Regions from separate parts of the Sus scrofa genome. Here region 1 is linked to region 2. A link is a contact called in public HiChIP or PLAC-seq data. All regions are on one chromosome and are shown on one strand. The core of a region is the stretch at or near the end of the contact, and the rest is flanking DNA. Distances in the headings are between cores, read along the strand shown.

Evidence for each region. HiChIP or PLAC-seq counts read pairs in DNA pulled down with a chosen protein or histone mark.
Region 1: an H3K27ac HiChIP or PLAC-seq map of alveolar macrophages shows a contact between it and region 2. The contact joins two enhancer-like sites. A contact is called at or near these places in 1 of 47 Hi-C or Micro-C datasets (embryonic fibroblasts) and 1 of 2 datasets of contacts at active chromatin or transcription factors (alveolar macrophages).

Annotation. Positions count from the first base shown.
Region 1 is chr1:222,535,945-222,541,450 of Sscrofa11.1, reverse strand. The region is part of intron 2 of TJP2 (tight junction protein 2); the gene reads right to left. Among named protein-coding and RNA genes, the nearest start is that of TJP2, 64 kb to the right of the region's middle. Within about 2 kb of position 3,895, at least 21 of the 83 cell types and tissues checked have an H3K27ac peak or open chromatin away from gene starts, as enhancers often do. A contact at or near this core is called in alveolar macrophages, where this site is marked.
Region 2 is chr1:222,118,162-222,123,139 of Sscrofa11.1, reverse strand. The region is part of intron 1 of PIP5K1B (phosphatidylinositol 4-phosphate 5-kinase type-1 beta); the gene reads right to left. FAM122A (protein FAM122A) reads right to left here. Exons shown (of 2, transcript XM_021085089.1): 2 at 803-3,533. The coding sequence ends at 2,415. Among named protein-coding and RNA genes, the nearest start is that of FAM122A, 6.3 kb to the right of the region's middle. Within about 2 kb of position 3,614, at least 77 of the 83 cell types and tissues checked have an H3K27ac peak or open chromatin away from gene starts, as enhancers often do. A contact at or near this core is called in alveolar macrophages, where this site is marked.

The DNA of each region.
Region 1 (5,506 bases), core at 2,646-5,145, 420 kb before region 2:
ATGCCACTTGAGGAGAAATTTTTATTTTATTTTATTTTATTTTTTTTTTGTCTTTTGTCTTTTTTGTTGTTGTTGTTATTGTTGCTATTTCTCGGGCCGCTCCCGCGGCATATGAAGGTTCCCAGGCTAGGGGCTGAATTGGAGCTGCAGCCACCAGCCTACGCCAGAGCCACGGCAACGCGGGATCCGAGCCGCGTCTGCAACCTTCACCACAGCTCACGGCAACGCTGGATCGTTAACCCACTGAGCAAGGGCAGGGATCGAACCCGCAACCTCATGGTTCCTAGTCGGATTCGTTAACCACTGCGCCACGACGGGAACTCCCTCTTGAGGAGAAATTTTTAAAAGAGAGGGTGAAAACACTAGAAGTTTCCACTGCCTACCATGAAGTCTGTCTGACTCAGAATCCGGTCAGAAATATATATCCAGCCTTTGTCATGGCTGAGCTTAGAACCAAAAATCAACACTTCAAATAGTGTCAGCCTTAGTAGGCTATCTATGAAAGTTCATCAAACTCATCAATTCTGGGTCTTGGGGGGAAGAAAGCCATGTAGTGAAGCAGTGAAGAAAAGACAAAAGCACTCTTAATTCCAGGGGGGACAGGAAAGAAACAGTTTGCACTTAGAAGCTTCCAACTCTTTTTACCCCATGGGCTTGGCTGCTCTGGTTTTCAATATCCTCCTACCCTAAAGCATCCAAAGGTGAACCCCCAGGACTCCATAACATCTGCTCCATCACCAAAATTCCCTCTCTATCTGTACCATCAACAGGAATTCAACAATATATTCCATCTCAGCTAGATAGCACAAAGAGCTGACCTACTTCACACTAAAGTGTGAATGTCTGGTAACCTCTTAGAGGTATTTGATGTTTTTCAAAGGATAGACTCTTACCCTGAGAAAACTTGTGATGGGATTCTCATCCTTAACAGGGATGTTCCCCAAAAAAGCAGCACATCTAAGACGAATGTTCTTCTGAATCCCACAACCATATACTTGGTAGCCACAACAAGTTTTTCTTAACATGAGCAACAACTGTTTTCTGTGGGAAACAGCCTCTAGTTAGTCAATTCTAACTAGAGGCTGTAGACTTGAAGAGACTCTGTTTCACCTGGCAAGACAGTCTTAACATTTCTGTAACAACTGTGATTTAAGTTAGTTGTCTATGTAATCTACTTACCCGTAAGGCTGTGTCTCACTCATCTTAGTCTTTGGGGGTGTCCTACAGTAATGGACACACATGGGTCACTTAAGAATGAAAACACCTCTTAAAAACATTGATATGTTAATCGCAACTCACAATTCCCTAGAGGAAAATTTCCATATATTACTACTGTATAGCATAGGGAACTATATCCAACTTCTTGTGTAGAACATGATGGAGAATAATATGAGAAAAAGAATGTGTGTGTGTGTATATATAGGTATGTGTATACACACACACACACACATATATATGACTGAGTTCCTTGGTGTACAGCAGAAATTTTCACAACATTGTAAATCAACTATACATTAAAAATTTCTTTCAACCCCTTGCCTGGGAACCTCCATATGCAGCAGGTGAGGCCCTAAAAAGATCAAAACAATAAAAAGAGAAAAAAGCTAAAAACAACCACCCCAAAAAATTTCTATATACTTTCAGTGATAATGTGTAAAATCCTACAAATCAACAGAGGGCTGCTATTTTCTTTTATTTCTCTGCTCATCTGATTCTAAAAAGCAGAGGCTGGTGGAATGGAAAAAATCTACAGGTTTCAAGTGAATTAAATGGACTTTGGCTCAAATTCCCACCCTGTCACACACGCCATGTGACATGAACAAGTTGCTTAACATTTCTGAACCTCAATGTCCTCACCTATGAAATCAGGTTTTAACGTCTACGCGCTCACTTGGTGGGGAGGACTCGATGAGGTCTATACCAGGGCTAACATGCATCACCCACAAGGCTTCCTTCTCTCACTTCACTAGAGAAAAGCCTGACCTGAGCCCCCACAGGATTAGACATTTTACAGAAACACCAGGAGTTGTGCTGGACACTTGAGAGCAAGCCAATGAACAACTGAGAGAAAACACAGCTGGACCAATCTCATTTCAGTTTTTGTGGGACTTCTCCGTTCTCTTCCTTTCACCTTCCCTCATTTACTGAGCAACTATTCTGTGCCTGGACTAGTAATGCCAAGAACCAGACTTGTCCCCGGAACTCACAATCCACCCGCCAAGGTTAAAAGTGACACCCCTAGCAACATGAGACAGAGTCCAGGCCTCGCTGAAAACACACTGCTCTTCTGAAAGGATAAACACATACACTGAAGTTTATATCTAGCTGAGGATAGTGTTTGCGGTTCTAAAACATTTTTCCAAGCATTTGTTTTTTTTGTTGTTGTTGTTGTTGTTATTGTTTTGGGGGCCGCACCTGCAGCATATGGAGGTTCCCAGGCTAGGGGTCCAATCAGAGCTGAAACTACACTGGCCTACACCACAGCCACAGCAACACAGGATCTGAGCCGCATCTGCCATATACCCCACAGCTCACAGCAACACTGGATCCTTAACCCACTAAGCGAAAGCAGCGATTGAACCTGCGTCCTCATGATGCTAATCAGGTTCAGGGGTTCTCTAACCTCTGAACCATGATGGGAACTCCAAGCATTTGTTTTGATTAAGCTCATTTCAATTAAAAAGCTTATGGGTGGGGGGATATGAAAGCTTATGCTGCTTCTCATGAAGATAATGGATGTCCATGTAGCAGACTACAAAAACAGAGCCAACATATCCAAATGGGAAGAGATGAAAGAGACACGCAGACAGACAGACATGACAGCACCCTAGTTTCTAAGGACAATCAGCTGCATAAATCATTATTCCAAATATAAAGCCAAAAGGGCAAAGCTGATGATTGTCTGGAATGATACGACTGCTGTTCTCTCAGGATGGTTCACTGCTGAGGATATAATCCAATCAGGTCAACATTTCTATGGAATCATCCAATCACACTCAAAGACAACTTCGAGCAATGCAAATGTTACTCAGAGCTTATTACTACACTAAGCCAAAGGAGCTTCCTTCCCCCCCAGCAACATGTGTACTCTCCTTGGCTCCTGTTCTATTAATAGGCCAGAGAGACTCTTTAAGGCAGAGCATACTGACTGCAAATATTCTGAGGTGATAAACAGCAAAAACATTACCAATGTATGATTTCTACACAAAGTAAATCACAAAAACAAAATTTAAGAAATTCAGAAAGCTGAGCAATGCCTGAACTAATTTTATTTTCAAGCTAGTTCTGGTTCCTCACATTTTGTAAAGAAATAGCCCACAGAGAACTTTATCTTTAAAAAGCCAGTGGCTAATCAGTTCCCAAATGTGAAGAGGTTTCAAGGACTGAGGAGGATACGCAATGTCAGCTGCCTTTCCCTAAGCTTTTGTGGAATCAGTTCATGCCAGAACTTGACTTTTTTAATTTTTAAAGGATAATTTCAAATAAAAATAAAAGCCATTTTACAAAAATACACAAAGCAGCACTACACATTCCTTCCTCGGGCTGTAACGCTATTAGCTGAAATATTTATAGACCCCTGGATCAGAAATACATATATGTTTAAAACCAATCATTTCTGTGGAAGGAGTGAATTGGGTCAGTGCCCTTAAGAAGCTCCCCTTCAGCTCTATTTTCTGCTCTCCAAACAAAGAAAGCCTTTGTGCATTGTATTAGCCACTGTAAACTGTTTGGACACCCATTGTCAGCCCTGGCTGACTGGATCGGTCTGGTGAAAAAGAGATAAAACAGGAGATCCTGTCAATATATTTCTAGCACATTCAAATCTAAGCACGCCAGCTCACCCTAACTGAGAAACCAGTGGCTAGGATGAAGTTACTGCTCATGCTTATCTTGACCCTTGGAATATTTGATTTCCTTATCGCTTCAAATTTCTCCGCAAGGAGTCTTCGGAAAGGGCACCGTAGCTCTAAATCCAAAAGAAAACACTGATGAATAAATTGCTTGGCCATGCTGATTCTAGCCACTCACCGGAAAGCAAGTAAGGTCCCTAATCAGTCAGGGTTATAGGGAAAATTATTTGAATGAGAGTGAAGATTCACAGACATTCTAAAGGAAGAAAAACTCATTCTTTCCACATGTGACATCATCATAAGGATGATTTTGCAGAAGGTGAGTCATGATTTCTAAATGTCTCAAGAGCTATACATGATGGCTCGTATTTCACAAGCAGGACAGCTAAATGTTGGGGTGGACTAGAGCATGCCGTCAGCCTGAGATGTGAGACCCAAAACAGGATAAAGATCGAAATCTCTTTCCATTTATGTTGATAAAAGAAGACAGAGGGAGAAAAGGGAGACATTCCCTTCAGCCCACCTATAAACCAGATACATACCTTTTATTTTCTTAAAAACCAACAAATCAAAAGGACTTCAAAAAGAAAACACTCATTTTTGTTTCATAAAATTATGCATCAAAAAACAGCAGCTCTTAGAATCAAGCCACCTCTCAGACTGTACTAATTTATAGGCTTCCAAATTATAATTTCTCAAACTTACTCATATATAAAAGTACTGGAGTCCCCATTATGGCTCAGTGGTTAACGAATCCGACTAAGAACCATGAGGTTGTGGGTTCGATCCCTGGCCTCGCTCAGTGGGTTAAGGATCCGGCGTTGCCATGAGCTGTGGTGTAGGTCACAGACGCGGCTCGGATCCCGCATTGCTGTGGCTCTGGCATAGGCCAGCAGCTACAGCCCCAATTAGACCCCTAGCCTAGGAACCTCCATATGCCTTGGGAGCGGCTCTAGAAACACCAAAAAGCCAACAAAAAAAAAAAAAAGAAAGAAAGAAAGAAAAGTACCTAAAACCACAGAGCAGCGAGAACTTGAGTCCCTTCAGGTAGGACATACATATGGCTGTGTCAACACTGCACTAGGTGACTATAGAGTCAAAGGACTGATTCTGAACACGAATAATAGAAAGAAGCCCCATCACATTTTTCAGTAATAATGATGATACAAGTAAATTATAACTGCTACCATTTAAGCTGCTTTTGCATCCCCAAGAGGCATCTATGCCATTTCTTGTTTGCTGACACTCAGCTTCTACTCCCAGAGGCCAGAATCCCACGACTCCCTTGCCAACAGGATGTCAATGAGGTGCAAGTATTTATTTAAGTTCTTAAAGGATGAAGGGAAGCAGATGCCATTCGTTTTCCTTTTCCTGTAGCAGCAGTCATGGGTAAAAACTGATTTTCCAGACCTGAGCTTTGCTGCTATCCCCAAGCTCCCTACCGCATCAGCCTCCTCTGAAGAAAGGTGAGATGGTTTTTTTGAAGGTTCTGGCTCTGAGCAGCAGCAGCGTTCTAACTCTGGTGGTGGGGGGGGGGGGTAGGTAGTGGCACAAATCAGAGAATTAGTAGTGGGATCTTGGTTGTCATCCTCCAGGCTTTTGTTCTGGAGGCACCTAATTCTCTCTGTTAAATCTCTTTCACCTTGAAATAGCTA
Region 2 (4,978 bases), core at 2,365-4,864:
AAAAGAAACATTTTCTTGGCTGAAAAGGGTAAGGATGGCATTTAGGGAGAAAGAACAATTTAATCAAAGGCACAAACACGTGAAAGTACATGGCATATTTAAAGTGTATCCAGCGGTCTGTTATTTACAGAGTAAGAAGGAAGGATGTGTAATTGAGACAGATGAGCAGAGGATTAAAGCTGTGTTAATTAAGACTGTGGCCAGTTCATGAAGGACCTTATTATATGCAGGCTAAAGAGAGTATTTTCTAAACTAGAAAATGGGGAAGCATATAAAATTTTTAAACAGGCGGCTGATAAAATCAACTTTACATCTTATAAAGAACACTTGAGAAGCAGTGTGAGGACTGGGCCAACAGGGAATTAAGAAAACAAGTTGAGAGATCACTTAGGCCAGAACTTAAGCTAAATCAGGAGCAACAGAGACAGGGAAGGGGAGAGATGAGATTCACTTCAAAAGTAAACAAGACTTGGTGATTGAGAGCTGGATATGAGAGGGAACCAGGAAAAGTCAAAGATTCTCCCTGTGGTTTCCAGTTTAGGAAATTAGATAGGATGACATCAATTTAGGCAATTTAGAAACAGGTTAAATAAAAACAATAATAAATTTTGTTTTGGAGATGCTGAGGTTAAAGTACCTCTGGAAGCAGGTCAAAGTACCCAAAAGGAAGTTGGATACACACATTTGAATTTGAGGAACAAGGTCAGGACTGGAGCACATGAATAAAATTACCCAGAAGAACTTTAAACCTGTGGACACACTCTTACCCTTGGTGTAATTCACTGAATTCTTGAGGCAACTGTCAAAATTTGGCCAGTTCCATTTATTCTCATACTTTTAAAAATTCCACATAATTGTAAAAGTCTCTGTAGGCAATAACTTAAAGCAAGCTGGAACTTTTTGTCTTGGTTTCTTGGTCTAAAAGTCTTTTTTTCTCCCTTCCTCTTTTGTTTGCCATTCTTTCTATCTACCTATCTAGCTAAGGAAGATACAGAAAATATCATTAAGGAAGTGTAATATAAAAAATTGTTATTGAATACTTTCATATTTTGTCTTAACTGTAAAAGGCAAAAAGAAAAGAACATTCCACAATTCTACCTTAACAAAACCTAATAATTTCCCCTGATTTCCTCTGGCAAGTCACTGACCCTCAGTTAACAGACATTGCCCCAGGCAGTTGACTCCAGCTATAGCTTTAACCACAGAGGTTCCTCAAACAAATCCACAGTCCTATTGTTGCTTACTGTCAGAAATTTGAGTCACACTGTATCTCTGTCTAACAGATGATGCCCTGGTTTCTTAGGAGGTGGAGAGGAAGGACCTGTTGGCAAGGAAACAGTTGCTTCCTTCCTGAGCCAAGGAAAACCAAGGTGACAGATGGGCAGAGCAGAAAAGCAGCCAAAAGATGCTCTGGCTCCTTGCTGGCAAGGATTTTCACTGAGGCATGACTGGATATCATAAAGATTATTAATGATTGAGAGCAATTCATCTGCCTGGGTGTTCTGCTGAAGTTCAACAGGGCTTCCCACACATTTTCTGTATTGAAAAAATTTAATGTTTGCAGTGGTACAAAGAACCTGGCCTCAGCCTATGTACAGTGGGCCAAGACTGTAAGGCACTGTCCCATTTCACATTAGGATTATGCCCCAAAGAATACCTTTTTTAGCTTAAAAAAAAAAAGAAAGAAAAATCCTGTATAGGAGTTATATTTTTATGACTTATGGATTTACTATTAAAATTTCATTAGAAAATGTTTTTTAATATTTACTTTTATATATTTAATTTTAAAAGATTTGGTGCAAATTTTTGTATTTTGTTCCTTTATCACCCTCTCCCAATCCACTTCTGTACTAGAAAATTAAATATTTGAGGATTCCTGGGTAAAATAGACAACCACTGGATGGATATAACTAACAGTTAAAAAACAAGTGTACATAGGTAAGTTACTGTACTTCATCAAATAGAAATTAGCAATCACTGAAAATAACATTAAAAAATTAGTGTGGGCATGAAGTATGGAATTTTAAAACATCAGTTTACTATGCTGATTAATTCAACATTTATATTTGCATCAGAACTTAATAATCCCATAAATAAATAGAGCTCTCAGTTATTTTAAAAAATCAAGGGATAACATATGTATTTAGACATATTAGCAGCATAAAGATGTATGCTTCAACACACTTATTGGGAAAACGTCTGAAAATATTACTACACTGAAGTCAAGGGCATCTGCAGGAACCTGACATAAAGTTCTCTAGAATAACAACATTTCAGGAAATTCCAAAAAAGGAAAAGGGTCAAATAGGAAATAGCCTCAAATTAATCGACAAAGTTCAGTGCTTGCTCCAGCTTGATTTTTCTCTCCATTGCAAAGACAAAAACAAAACCGAGTCTCAGGATGGGTGGGTGAATCACTTAGATGAAAGTTCATCTACTGGAATAAATGGAGACGCCGCTTGGGCAGGCGATACAGGAGAGTCGGTGGTAGTGCTGACTTTCGCTGGTGAGTTACAAGAAGATCCGGCACTGCTGCTGTTTCCATCAAGGGTATCGGAAGATACACACACACCAGGATCTGACAGTTGTGCAACGTCAGAAGAAAGCATGTTGGTGATGCCCTGGAAAAATCTCTTTGGCTGATATTCAGTTTCCATTTCACATTTTCTTTTCAATGGTCCAAGAACACTTGGTCTAATGCAATTAATGGGACTCTGGCTTCTGCGGGTAGTAAATCGGGTCGTTGGGCTGGGAATAGGACTTGGAGGCAATCCATTGCTACTCACAAAACTTTGCAAAGACGGTGAAAAACACTGCTTTCCAATTCCCCGGGTGGGTGACGGTGCTGGTGACACTGGAATGAAATCAATGCGTTTCGGGGAGGCGGATTTCTCCACGTCGTTGTCACTCAGGCTGAAACTTTCCTCCCAGGAGTGGCTTATCTGCATTGCGTTCTGCACCTCGCGCTCGTGGACCGTCTCTCGGTTGATCAAGTCCATGCCCTCCTCTTGTTTGATCTGGTGCAAGCGGCTGCTGTGCATGCGGACGGGGGAGGCTGGTAGCAGCAGGCCGTGGCGGTTCGGGAACGTTGTGCTGTTCCGCCTGGCGCTCGGCGCCTCGGCCTGGAACACCGGCGAAGTGTCACTGAGGCCGTGGATGAGGGGGGCGCTGTTAGACCTCCTGAGGCCCCCGCCGCCACCACTGCCGCCGCCCTCCGCCGGGCTCCCACCCGTGCCCGGAGGCAGCTCCAGGTCTAGCTCCATCTTCTCCTGAGCCATGTCGGGGGCAGGGAGGCGGGGGCGGTGCTCAGTCAGAGACCTAGGATTCCCATTCCCCGCAATACAGGGCCGCCGCCGCCACCACCGCCACCGCGAATCTGTCAGCGGGCTCGTGCCTTGCGCATGCGTGTCTCTTTGCGCAGGCGCCCTGAGCTGTCTCTCCTCACAGCGCCTGCTTAATGCGTAATAGCCGCGCCGCAGGCCTGGCGGGAGGGGCGAGGAATGTTTGGGCAGCCAGTGGGCACGTTCCTTCCGCTAATAAGCACTGGGCGCAAACTTGCTTTAATGCCTGTTAATGTTAAGGAGTATATACTTATAAAATATAAACAAACATATTCAGGAGTATATTTTTATAAAATAAGAGCTCTGAGAGAGAGGCCCCTGGCGGTGTGGGACTGTATGATGAGGAGTAATATTTGGCCTAACAAGAAAGGGCTTCCCTGAGGAAGGGACATCTCCTGAGATCCCAAGAAGCCTGAGAAAAGGATGCGGTGTAGAACTGCTTGGGAAGCAGAGAAGAGAGTGGCTGGCAGGAACCAGGAAGGAAGGGAGGGAGTGAGTGTGGCCTGGAGTGGAGGGTGAGCTGGGTGGGACCTAAGGTTGGTAGAGCAGGGTCGGTCCTGAGAACAATGAAAACGTGGAAGTTTTTCCTGCATGGAAAACTGAAAGCAACTGAAAGAATGAAAGGACTCAAGTCTGGAGAAGACATTAAAATCTTCGGAAAAAAGCCAGAGAGGAGGCCACCCTCTAGGCCCTAGATGATGGTAATCTGCACAAGGTGGTACGTGGGAGAGGAGTTGGAGAGAATGGTAAATCAGAACTATTTAGGTCACAGGGGAAGAAAACCAACGTGTGTGTAATTCTATTAACTATTTACTATTGTTTTACTTATAGTCATTTCTGGCACAGGCATATGTGCTCAATCATGTTCATAATGAGGGATGAAATGAAGGGAAAACCAACGGGTCCTCAAATGTAATGAAAACACAATAGTTGGCTAGTGTGATTAATATAAACTTTCATATCTCATTACAAATCGGTTTGTATTTATTCTTTTTTTTTTTTTTTTTTTTTTTTTTTTTTTTGGTTTTTAGGGCCATACACATGGCATATGGAGGTTCCCAGGCTAGGGGTCAAATCGGAGCTGTAGCTGCCAGCCTACACCACAGCCATAGCAACGTGGGATCTGAGCCAAGTCTGCAGCCTACACCACACCTCACTGAAACACGGGATCCTTAACCCACTGAATGAGGCCAGGGATGGAACCTGCAACCTCATGGTTCCTAGTCAGATTCGTTTCCACTGTGCCATGATGGGAACTCCGGTTTGTATTTATTCTTTCATGTACTCAGTCATATTTTTTTCTATGTACCAATTATGTGCCAGGCACTGCAGTGGTAGGAATTAGGCCCTAATGTTTAGGACATTTAATTTCTCCTGGAGGGTGGGGAAGGATAAATGTGTAGGCTATTTTCAGATAGTGGCAAATCTTAGGAATAAATGGAGTGGAAAAAATAGAGCAGCACTGGTAGGAAGGAGGGGCCAATCAGATAAAACTGAGATCTAAATGATAAGAAGCAATCATGTTGACATCTGGGGGATAAATATTCCAACCATAGAGAATAGCAGGTGCAAAGATCCAAGGCAGACATGGGTGTGGTCAGCTGGCAAGAAAAGTAAAAAGGGCCCTACAGCTGAAG